2 separate regions of the Sus scrofa genome follow, and region 2 is linked to region 1. The links are chromatin contacts, called in public HiChIP or PLAC-seq maps. All regions are on one chromosome and are shown on one strand. The core of a region is the stretch at or near the end of the contact, and the rest is flanking DNA. Distances in the headings are between cores, read along the strand shown.

Region 1 (4,990 bases), core at 48-2,547:
AACATGTCTGTTCATGGCAGCTTTATTTGTTATTATCAAACATTGGAAATGATCAAAATGTCCATCAACAAGTGAATGGACAAACAGATGTGGTCCATTCTTATAATGGAATACTACTCAGCAATAAAAATGAATGTGCTGTTGACACTGACACAATAGATTTATGCTGAGCGGAACAACCCAGTCATACAGAAGTACACACTGTAAGATTCCGTTTATATGACATTTTAGGAAATGTATACTAATCTGTAGTTACAGAACGCAGATCAGTGGTTTCCTGGGGATGGGATGGGAGACAGGAAGGATGGGAGAAAGGATTACAAAGGCTAATGAGGAAACTTTTGGGGTGATAGTTATGTTCCCTATTTTGATTGTAGTGATGGTTTCATGTTGTATGTATACATACGTATGTCAAAACTCATCAAATTCTATGTTTTATTTTTTGGTCATGCCTGCAGCATGTGTAAGTTCCAGGGCCAGGGATCACACCAGAGCCACAGCAGTGGCAACCCTGGATCCTTTAACCCTTGGGTCACCAGGGAACTCCAGTACATTTTAAATATGTGCAGTTTATTGTATGCCAGTTATACCTCAATAAAACAAGCAAACAAAACCCACAGAAGCCCAGAATGCTTTACTGATATTATTTAGGAAGTGAAACAGACTTGGCAAGTTTTGGAGTGTGTTTGTTTTTTTGTCATGTAAGTGAAGGAGCATTTGGGTTTGGAGGTGATCAACTGAAGTAGTCAAGGCTTTGAATACTTATGTTACACTCAGTGCAGTCTTTGAGACAATATTTATTTATTTTGTTTTATTTTTGAGATGATATTTAAATTCATAAATGTTGATCTGTTCTCCCAGGAGGCTACTACCACCTATTATCCTTTGGTCAGAATTCTTTGGAAAATACTTTTTATAGAATTTTTTATGTACTTTTAGAGAATTCCAAATTCTACATTTGGAAGAATTAATGAATAAGTGAATAAACTATTTTTGTTCACCAACAGAATTAATTCTCAGGTAATTAATGAGCACTGGAATAAGAGTCACTGAATCTTGGTACAGTATTCTGTGAGCCTTAGCACACGGCTCAAAAACTCTCAGGCATGGCTGGCTAGCTGTTAAGTTAGGATAAAGGACCTGGAGACTATGGGAAGCAGCATTACCCAGAGGTTAAAGTCAGATTTAAAGAGTCAGTCTGGGATTGAAATTCTAGCTCTGCCCGTTATTAGCTGTGTGACCTTGGGAAAGTTCAATTACCTTTAGTAATCCCTGGTTTCTTCCACTGCAACTTCTTTGTCATCATTGTCACCACTTCTACCACCACCAGGACAACAGTGTCAGCATATTGCATTCCAGGCTCTGTGCTAAGCACTTCCCACCCATTATCTCATTTAATCCTTACTGAAACTTTCTGAGGTTGATGCTATTGTTATCTTTATTTTACAGATAAGGAAGCCATAGCACAGAAATAAAGTAACTTGACAAAGATTTTAGAGTTAGTAGTAAAGCTGAGGCTGAAATAGATCTGATTCCAGCCCAGGGTCAAGGCTAGAAAACCACTGTTAGACTGACTAGTCATCTCTAAGAGGGGGATAATAATAGGGTTAATGTGAAGATTAGATAAGGATGGATTTGATAATGTACTTACAGTATATGAACTCTCTTTAGGAAGTACTATTTTTCTGAAAAGTTATTTTATGTATATTTAGTTATCTGCTCATTGTATATGAAAGCAAAACTATCCTATCAGCAACTTTTTTCTCTAGTAGTGAATAGTGGAGATAGTGCTTTTTTGTGTGTTTGTGATCCCTCTGGAATTCTCTTCCTTCCCAGTTTGTTTGGAATCTGGCTGACAGATGAGATAATAGTCTTCATTTCAGTTTTCCACCAATTGTGTGCTTAGGATTTTGCTAAATAAATCAGTTTTGATTGTTATCTATCTTCTTGGCTTCCATATTGGCTGTCACAAGGTGCCACCTACTGGGTGGATTGTCATGCACCTGTTCTTTCCTAAGTTATGTAAGTTACCTATGGTGATAATTATGACAGGACTGTCAGTTCCTGAAAGTGCCTCATGCTTTCTCTTCCCTTCCCCCTCTTTCTGTCTTGTTTTACATTTGTGGTGGTGGGGGTGTAGTCTGCTTCATAAGATGTTTAGTCAATAGTTGTAGACAAACGTAAGTAACAGCAGGTGGTCAGCTATGGGACAGATGCATGGTTACTTCAGAAGGAGATAAAACTGCAGAGATTGTATACCATTACTTTGGTCTTGCACTTTTTGGTAATTAAAATATTTTATTCGAATATGTCTATGAACAGAGATCCTGCATTTTTAACATTTTTCGTAGTTATTAAATTTTTTAAAGCTAATACAGGAATACATTCTTATAAAAAAATGCAGGTAAAACTGAAATTCCTTTTGACTACCATCACTAATGTCTCCATCCTACTCTCCACCTTAGTTCAATCAATAATAAATTTTTTTGTATGTTCTTCAAGACCATTGTTGAATGTGTACGTGTATACAAAACACTTTTCTTTTTTCTTTTTTTTTTTTTGTCTTTTGTTGTTGTTATTTCTTGGGCCAATCCCGCGGCATATGGAGGTTCCCAGGCTAGGGGTTGAATCGGAGCTGTAGCCACCGGCCTACGCCAAAGCCACAGCAACGCGGGATCCGAGCCGCGTCTGCGACCTACACCACGTTAACCCACTGAGCAAGGGCAGGGACCGAACCCTCAACCTCATGGTTCCTAGTCGGATTCGTTAACCACTGCGTCATGACGGGAACTCCCAAAACACTTTTCTTTCTTTTTTTTTTTTCTTTCTGCTTTTTAGATCTGCATGTGTGGCATGTGGAAGTTCCCAGGCTAGGGGTTGAAGTGGAGCTGCAGCTGCTGGCCATAGCGCCAGCAACACAGGATCCAAGCCACATCTGCTACCCACACTGCAGCTCACACCTTATGGCAGCACCAGATCCTTAACTGACTGAGTGAGGCCAGGGATCAAACCTGCATCCTCATGGTTACTAGTCAGGTTCATTACGGCTCATTTACAACGGGAACCGCAACACTTTTTTTTTCTTTTTCTTTTTCGGGCCGCATATGGAGGTTCCCAGGCTAGGGGTCCAATTGGAGCTACAGTTGCCTGTCTATGCCACAGCCGCAGCAGTGCCAGATCTGAGCCGTGTCTGCTACCCACACCACAGATCATGGCAGTGTCGGATCCTTAACCCACACGAGCGAGGCCAGGGATCGAACCCACAACCTCATGGTTCCTAGTCGGATTCGTTTCTGCTGTGCCACAATGGGAAATCTTGTATAAAAGTTTTGATGCTAGACATATCTTTATATAATTTACTTTTTCTCCCCCATTTTTTTTTTTTTTTTTGTCTTTTGTCTTTTGTCTTTTTGTCTTTTGTTGTTGTTGTTGCTATTTCTTGGGCCGCTCCCGCGGCATATGGAGGTTCCCAGGCTAGGGGTTGAATCGGAGCCGTAGCCACCGGCCTACGCCAGAGCCACAGCAACGCGGGATCCGAGCCGCGTCTGCAACCTACACCACAGCTCACGGCAACGCCGGATCGTTAACCCACTGAGCAAGGGCAGGGACCGAACCCGCAACCTCATGGTTCCTAGTCGGATTCGTTAACCACTGCGCCTCGACGGGAACTCCTCTCCCCCATTTTTGGCCATATCTGCAGCATGTGGAATTTCTTGGGCCAGGGATCAAATCTGAGCTCTAGCTGTGATTTGCATCACAGCTGTGGCAGTGAAGAATCCTTAATCCACTGTGTCACAGCAGGAACTCCCTCTATAACTTGCTTTAAAAAACAACAACTTGGAATTCCTGTCATGGCTCAGCGGAAACGAATCCAACTAGGAACCATGAGGTTTCAGGTTCGATCCCTGGCCTTGCTCAGTGGGTTAAGGATCCCGCATTGCTGTGAGCTGTGCTGTAGATCGTAGACGTGGCTTGGATCTGGCATCACTGTGGCTGTAGTGTAGGCTGGTGGCTACAGCTCCAATTCAGCCCCTAGCCTGGGAACTTCCATATGCTATAGGTGCAGCCCTAAAAAGCAAAAAACAAAACAAAAACAAAAAAGTTATTGGTATGTTTTGATCTTTCTGTGTTTCCACGTATAGATCTACTGCATTTTTATAGTGCTGCACAAGACTCCAGAAATACCATAGTTTATATGATAAATGTTTATTGGTAAATGTCTTAGTTTCCTGTTGCTATACTAACACATTATTACAAATTTAGTGGTTTAAAACAACACAAACATTCCTTTACATTTCTGGAGGTTGGAAGTCCTAAATGAGTCACATAGGGTTAAAGTCAGTTGTTGGCAGATCTGGTTCCCTCTGGAGGTTCTAGGGGAAAGGCTTTCTCTTGCCTTTTTCACAGCTTCTAGTGGCCATCTTCATTCCTTGGCTTATGGCTTCTTTCTCTAACCTTCAAAGTGCATCACCCTAGTTTCTGATCTGTCATCATACCATTTTCTCCTCTGACTCTTCCTGGATCCCTTTTATAAGGACCCTTGTGATTACATTTAGAGCCCACCCAGATAATCCAGGGTAATCTCCCCATCTCAAGATCCTTAATTTAATCACATCGGCAAAGTCCCTTTTGCCATCTAAGGTCACATTTACAAACTCCAGGAATTAGGATGTGAGTACCTTTGGGGCAATTATTCAGCTTACTGCAATGGGTATCTTGGTTGTTTGTAGTTTTTTGCTATTGAAAACAGTCCCTCATTGTATATCCTTGCATGCCTATTTGTGCACATATGTGAGTATTTCTCTAGAGCAGTTCCTGAGAAGTGGAATTGCTGAGTCACAGGTGACCATTTTAAATTCGAATAGGTCCTGCCAAATTGCTCTCCAGAGTGACTATACCAATTCATACTCCCAAGAAACAGTGCCTGATAGGACCTCTTTTCCTCATACTCTCATAGAGACCATTTTAGAACTCGTGGGTTTGCTTAAAT
Region 2 (4,958 bases), core at 1,377-3,876, 200 kb after region 1:
TTTCTGGGGTAATTTTTAGCCTAAAGATCTTACCCATTAGCAACAGTAGAGCCCCACCCTTATTATCGCGCTCTGCCCAGAAGCCAGGTCTGCCCTAGAGTGACCCTCTGTCCAGGCTCCCCAAACCCAGCCCCTCAGACTTGCCCTGTTCCCTGGGGATCTCGCGCCCCCTGCTGGTCGGTGACTTCAGCGCAGCACCTTCCAGGCTGTGGTCAATGCTAGGGGTGCGTTTCTTGCCGAGTGGACCTGGGAGAGATGCCCTCACCGTGGACTGGACTTCTTTTCCAGGAAGACCCCCCTGGCTGAGGGGTTGAGTTAAAATCTTGTATGTGCCCCATGAGAGACAGGGGTTTGAGGAGCCTGTGATCAAAATGGCACCTTCTGACATCTCACGCTGCAGGGATGAGGAATGGCCACTCAGAAAATGTTCCCTGGGGATCCTTTCAGTCAGATTAGCCCAGACACTCAGAAAATCCTCTCACGCTGGATGGGGGAAGAAAGTTCCTCTTCCGGTAGCCGCACCGGGCTGAGAACACTGTTGGGGCTGCTCTGTCTCCCATCCCGCCCTCATCATGCGGCCTCTGGGCACACCTCAGAGAATAGCTCTGTTCACTGAGACACCAGGCTCAACACCTTAACGCTCCTAATGACACCAGCTCTGTCCCGCTTTGCAGATGGGGAAACTGGGGCTCCACAAAGTTAAGTAGCTTTCCCAGGGTCAGGGGGCTCACTGGGGTTCAAACCCAGGTCTGTCCAGTTCCAAAGCCCAGCCCTTGATGGCTTCAGGAGACAAGAGTCTCCTGCTTTTCTCCTGGAACCGAGTGAAGGCCAAGCCCTGACATCTCCCCAGCCAAGTCCTCCCCGTGGGTCTGACCAAGCGGTATGTGCACAGCTGTTCTCATGCCTCAGGACACCAATGGGGATGCACAGGGGAGAGCAAGGGAGCCCCAGCCATAGAGAAGAGTTTTGCCAAAAACCCAAAGGCAGGTTTGGAGTGGCAGCAGGAGAGGAGTCGATCACTGCCCACTGCCCTTCGCCTGTGTCATGCGTCCATCCGTGTAGTTATACACACACTGAATGCACACTGAGGTCCCGGGCTTGGCTGGACACAGTTCTGAGTGAAATGGAGCCCTGCTTCCAGCCCAGCACAGGAGGCAAACATGGGTCCTACAAGCCCTCAGCATCATTGTCAACTTGCAACTGTGATAGGTGTCCCACATAGGGCCTGCCTTTGATCTCACTCAATCCCTGAAACCAGCCTGGAGGTCGGGACAGTCACTGCCCGCCTTTGGGAGATGAGGGGCTGAGGCTGGCTCCAGCAGGAACGTGATTCCCAGGAATCGCCCAGCTCATCAGTGGCCCTGTGTTCTCCCAGCCCTCAGCGAGTTCTCTTTCTAGGCCACTGAAGCCTGGGTCAGGGGTGGGGGGCAGAGGCGCTGACGTTCCTGATGGGGACAGGGCCTACAGGCAGGGAAGGCTGATGGGTCCCTGTCTATCGTGTAGGCGGTTCCTTCCGCCACTTCCTGTGGCAGGTGTGCAAAGAGCTGCAGAGCTCCTCACTGTCCCTCCTCCTGCTGTGCCCCAGCTCCGCCGTCAACAAGAACAAGGTAAGACACCAGGCCCCGGCAGCTGCGGCTAGTGTTCCCCCCGCCCCCCCGGCAGTCAGCTCCCTGGGAGCAGTGGCTCGCCAGGTGCATGGCCTCGTCAGCTTGGTGCTTCACCAGCCTTCCTGGTCTGGGCAGGGCCTCCCTTTGCAGTGGTTCCCTCCTGCCTGCCATGGGTCACGTGAGCCTGGGACACATGTTCCTGGGGCCAGTAGAGGCACAGGTGGGTCAGCTCACGCGTGCCTCCACTTTCAGGGGAAGTACATCCTGACCCCAAGCCCCATCACCTACGGGGAGGAGCAGCTGCTGCACTTCCTGGGCCAGTTGCTGGGAATTGCAATTCGAGCAGATGTCCCTCTTCCCCTGGACCTCCTGCCCTCCTTCTGGAAGACGCTGGTAGGGGAGCCCCTGGACCCTGACCAAGACCTGCAGGAAGCAGACATCCTCACCTACAATTATGTCAAGAAATTTGAGAGTGTAAGTAAAAAACACATTTTTTTCTAGGGGACAGCAGGACCCCAGAGCAGTGGCCTGCCATTCTGCTTAGGCCTCTGTGGCCCCCCTGGGGACTGACAGGGACCTCCCAGAGAACATGAGGGAGCATGAGGCACATCTACTGGCGAGGCTTGCCTCACGGGGCCCGGAGCCCCTGGCCTCCCTCCTTTACCATCTGCCCCACCTCGTAAGGACACAGGGGGAAGGGGCCCCCACAGCAGAGGGAGCAGAGGTGTTGGGTGGGAACTGCTCCACGCAGAGCTGGTTTCACTTTTAAGAGCTTCGTTTCGGGGCTTCACGAAGGGCGCAGGAGATCAGCTCTGGGGCATCACCTAGGCAGAGCGCTGGGAACACAGCACTTGTTCCCTCTCCTGAGGCCTGAAGAAGGCTGCTCTCCATGGGGGACAACTGCTGAAGGAAGTGCCAGCTGGTGGGCCTCCGGTGACACAGACGTGAAGGCCCTCTGAGGGGCCCCCAGTACCTGCTCTCTGTAATCCCCACAGCTGCCACTTGGGGGAGCCAGCATGTGGGAGCAGCTGAGCCAGGCGCCTGGCGAGCAGCGGGCGTTGCAGCACAGACAGGGCTGACGTGAATTGTCTGAAGGGTCAAAGCAGGACACCCCCCGTGGACTGGGGATTTATGAGTCGTTCCCAGCCACTGCTGTGAGAAGTCCTCAGGAGCTGTGGGTGGCAGCAGAGGCCTGAGACTGGCAGGGCCTCTAAGATAGTGTCCGAATAAACAAATGAAAACAAAACAAAACAAAAAAGCTGGTGTCCAGGCAGACAGTCCAGCCAAGGCTTCTGTCTGGGGAGGACAGGCAAGCCGGGATACAGAACCATCTTGGGGAGGGGAGAAGGAGGAGGCACAGAAACCAGAAAGAAACGCCTTGAACTTGTCAGGGGTGCCCGCTGTCATCACCACCCCAGAGCCGCAGGCTTTTCCGCTGGGTCAGTTCCTATCCTCTCCTCAGTAGCCCAGCATGCTCATCAGGGTCTTGTGAACCCTAAATTTCCATCAATGGGGTGCCGATGCTAGAGAGGTGGCCCACATACCTCACACAAGGGGAATCAAGTCAGGGCCCTCTGAGGACAGAAACCCCAGCTCAATCCAGATGAGAAACTTTTTTTTTTTTTCTTTTTAGGGCCACACCCGTGGCATATGGAGGTTCCCAGGCTAGGGGTCAAATGGGAGCTGCAGCCGCTGGCCTACACCACAGCCACAGCAATGCCAGATCGAGCTACGTCTGCGACCCACACCACAGCTCATGGCAACACTAGATTGTTAACCCACTGAGCAAGGCCAGGGATCGAACCTGCATCCTCATGGAGACCATGTTGGATTCTTAACCTGCAGAGCCACAACGGGAACTCCCCCCACACATACCTTTTTTTTAAATGATTCACTCTTAAAAGTACAGATGCAGATTTGGCTCTAGGGCAGAATCCAGGTACCTCCATGATGCTGTCAATGACTGATCTCAAGATGGCACCCACCTTCAGCCGTGCCCAGTTGGGGTGGCTGTAATTTGGGTCCCATTAGCCAGGCCTGGGTCATGTGCCTAACCTTCAAGTCATGGCAAGGCTGACAGGCCAGGCCTCTGCCATCTACCCACTCACAGTGGCCACGGTAGCCCCTACCCAGGCAGTACCTGGTGTTTGCCCAACTGGGTTGGGGTTCCATCTTCCGGGGGCCTGGGTCAGTCTGGGTCAGCCTCGCTCTGCTCTGCCCTCCAGATCAATGACGAGATTGAGCTGGAGGCCCTGTGCGCCGAGATCGCCTCCCAGCACCTGGCCACCGAGAGCCCCGACGGGCCCAACAAGCCCTGCTGCCGGTTCACCTACCTGACCATGACGGGCGAGGAGGTGGAGCTGTGCAGCCGCGGCCGGCACATCCCTGTGGCGTGAGTGTGCGGCCTCGGTTGGGCCGAGTGGCTCTCACCAGGGGGAGGATGTGGGCTGGACCGTGGGCCCCGGGAGAGCTGGTGGAACATCTTCAGTGGCCGGGCTGAGGCGGTGGACCCAGAGCAGAGGGGAGTCACTGAGCTGCCAGGCCCGGGAAATCCAGGTAGCAGTCTGGGGTCCTCTGGCGCCAGAGCAGCCTCTTGGGCATCGTCCCTCACCGCGTCCCCCGTGGCCCGCAGGTGGGAGAACAAGGACATCTACGCGGCCACCATCCGGAGCCTGCGGCTGCGGGAGCTGCAGAACGTGGAGTGCGTGACGGCCGTACGGGCGGGGCTGGGCTCCATCATCCCCCTGCAGCTGCTCACCACGCTCAGCCCGCTGGAGATGGAGCTGCGGACGTGCGGCCTCCCCTACATCAACCTTGAGTTCCTGAAGGTCGGTGGCAAAGCCGGGCTGGGCTGGGCTGGCAGGCATGTCTGCAGTGGCCCGTCACATGTCACAGTACTTCCTCTGTCCCCCTCCTGTCGGGGGGAGCTGTGCTCACTCCCATCTCACTGTAAGAGAGTCACTTGCCAAGGTCACCCAGCCAGGAAGCAGCAGAGTCAGACCTCAGACCCAGGTCCCCTGCCTCCAGAGCCCATGAATGAACCCCCAGGCTCAGGTGGCATATTCTTGCCAAGCCCCCTCCACTCCTCACCCTGGCCCATGCCAGCCGGGGACCTTGCCAGGTGACTTCACCTCTAGTGGGAATGGTGACAGGACCTACCCAGTGAGTTTCATTTTAGTGTACTGAGGTGTGTGTGTGTTACACAGAGGCGGTAACATAGTAGAGCCCCTGCTCCGGGCCTCCTGTGTAGGCTGGTCACACAGACAGCCGCTGCCTCTGTGGACCTTGTCATCCTGGCAACTCGCTGTGTCCCACGGCCGTGTTTCCCTGCGGCACCCGCTCCGGGTTCTG

What was found. HiChIP or PLAC-seq counts read pairs in DNA pulled down with a chosen protein or histone mark.
Region 2: an H3K27ac HiChIP or PLAC-seq map of alveolar macrophages shows a contact between it and region 1. The contact joins two enhancer-like sites. A contact is called at or near these places in 1 of 5 promoter capture datasets (liver) and 2 of 2 datasets of contacts at active chromatin or transcription factors (alveolar macrophages and skeletal muscle).

Annotation. Positions count from the first base shown.
Region 1 is chr14:39,332,799-39,337,788 of Sscrofa11.1, forward strand. All of the region lies in intron 1 of HECTD4 (probable E3 ubiquitin-protein ligase HECTD4), which reads left to right. Among named protein-coding and RNA genes, the nearest start is that of HECTD4, 8.6 kb to the left of the region's middle. Within about 2 kb of position 1,298, at least 2 of the 83 cell types and tissues checked have an H3K27ac peak or open chromatin away from gene starts, as enhancers often do. A contact at or near this core is called in alveolar macrophages, where this site is marked.
Region 2 is chr14:39,529,740-39,534,697 of Sscrofa11.1, forward strand. It overlaps HECTD4 (probable E3 ubiquitin-protein ligase HECTD4), which reads left to right. Exons shown (of 76, transcript XM_013990365.2): 71 at 1,504-1,607; 72 at 1,860-2,081; 73 at 3,833-3,999; 74 at 4,240-4,435. Among named protein-coding and RNA genes, the nearest start is that of TRAFD1, 48 kb to the right of the region's middle. Within about 2 kb of position 2,627, at least 26 of the 83 cell types and tissues checked have an H3K27ac peak or open chromatin away from gene starts, as enhancers often do. A contact at or near this core is called in alveolar macrophages, where this site is marked.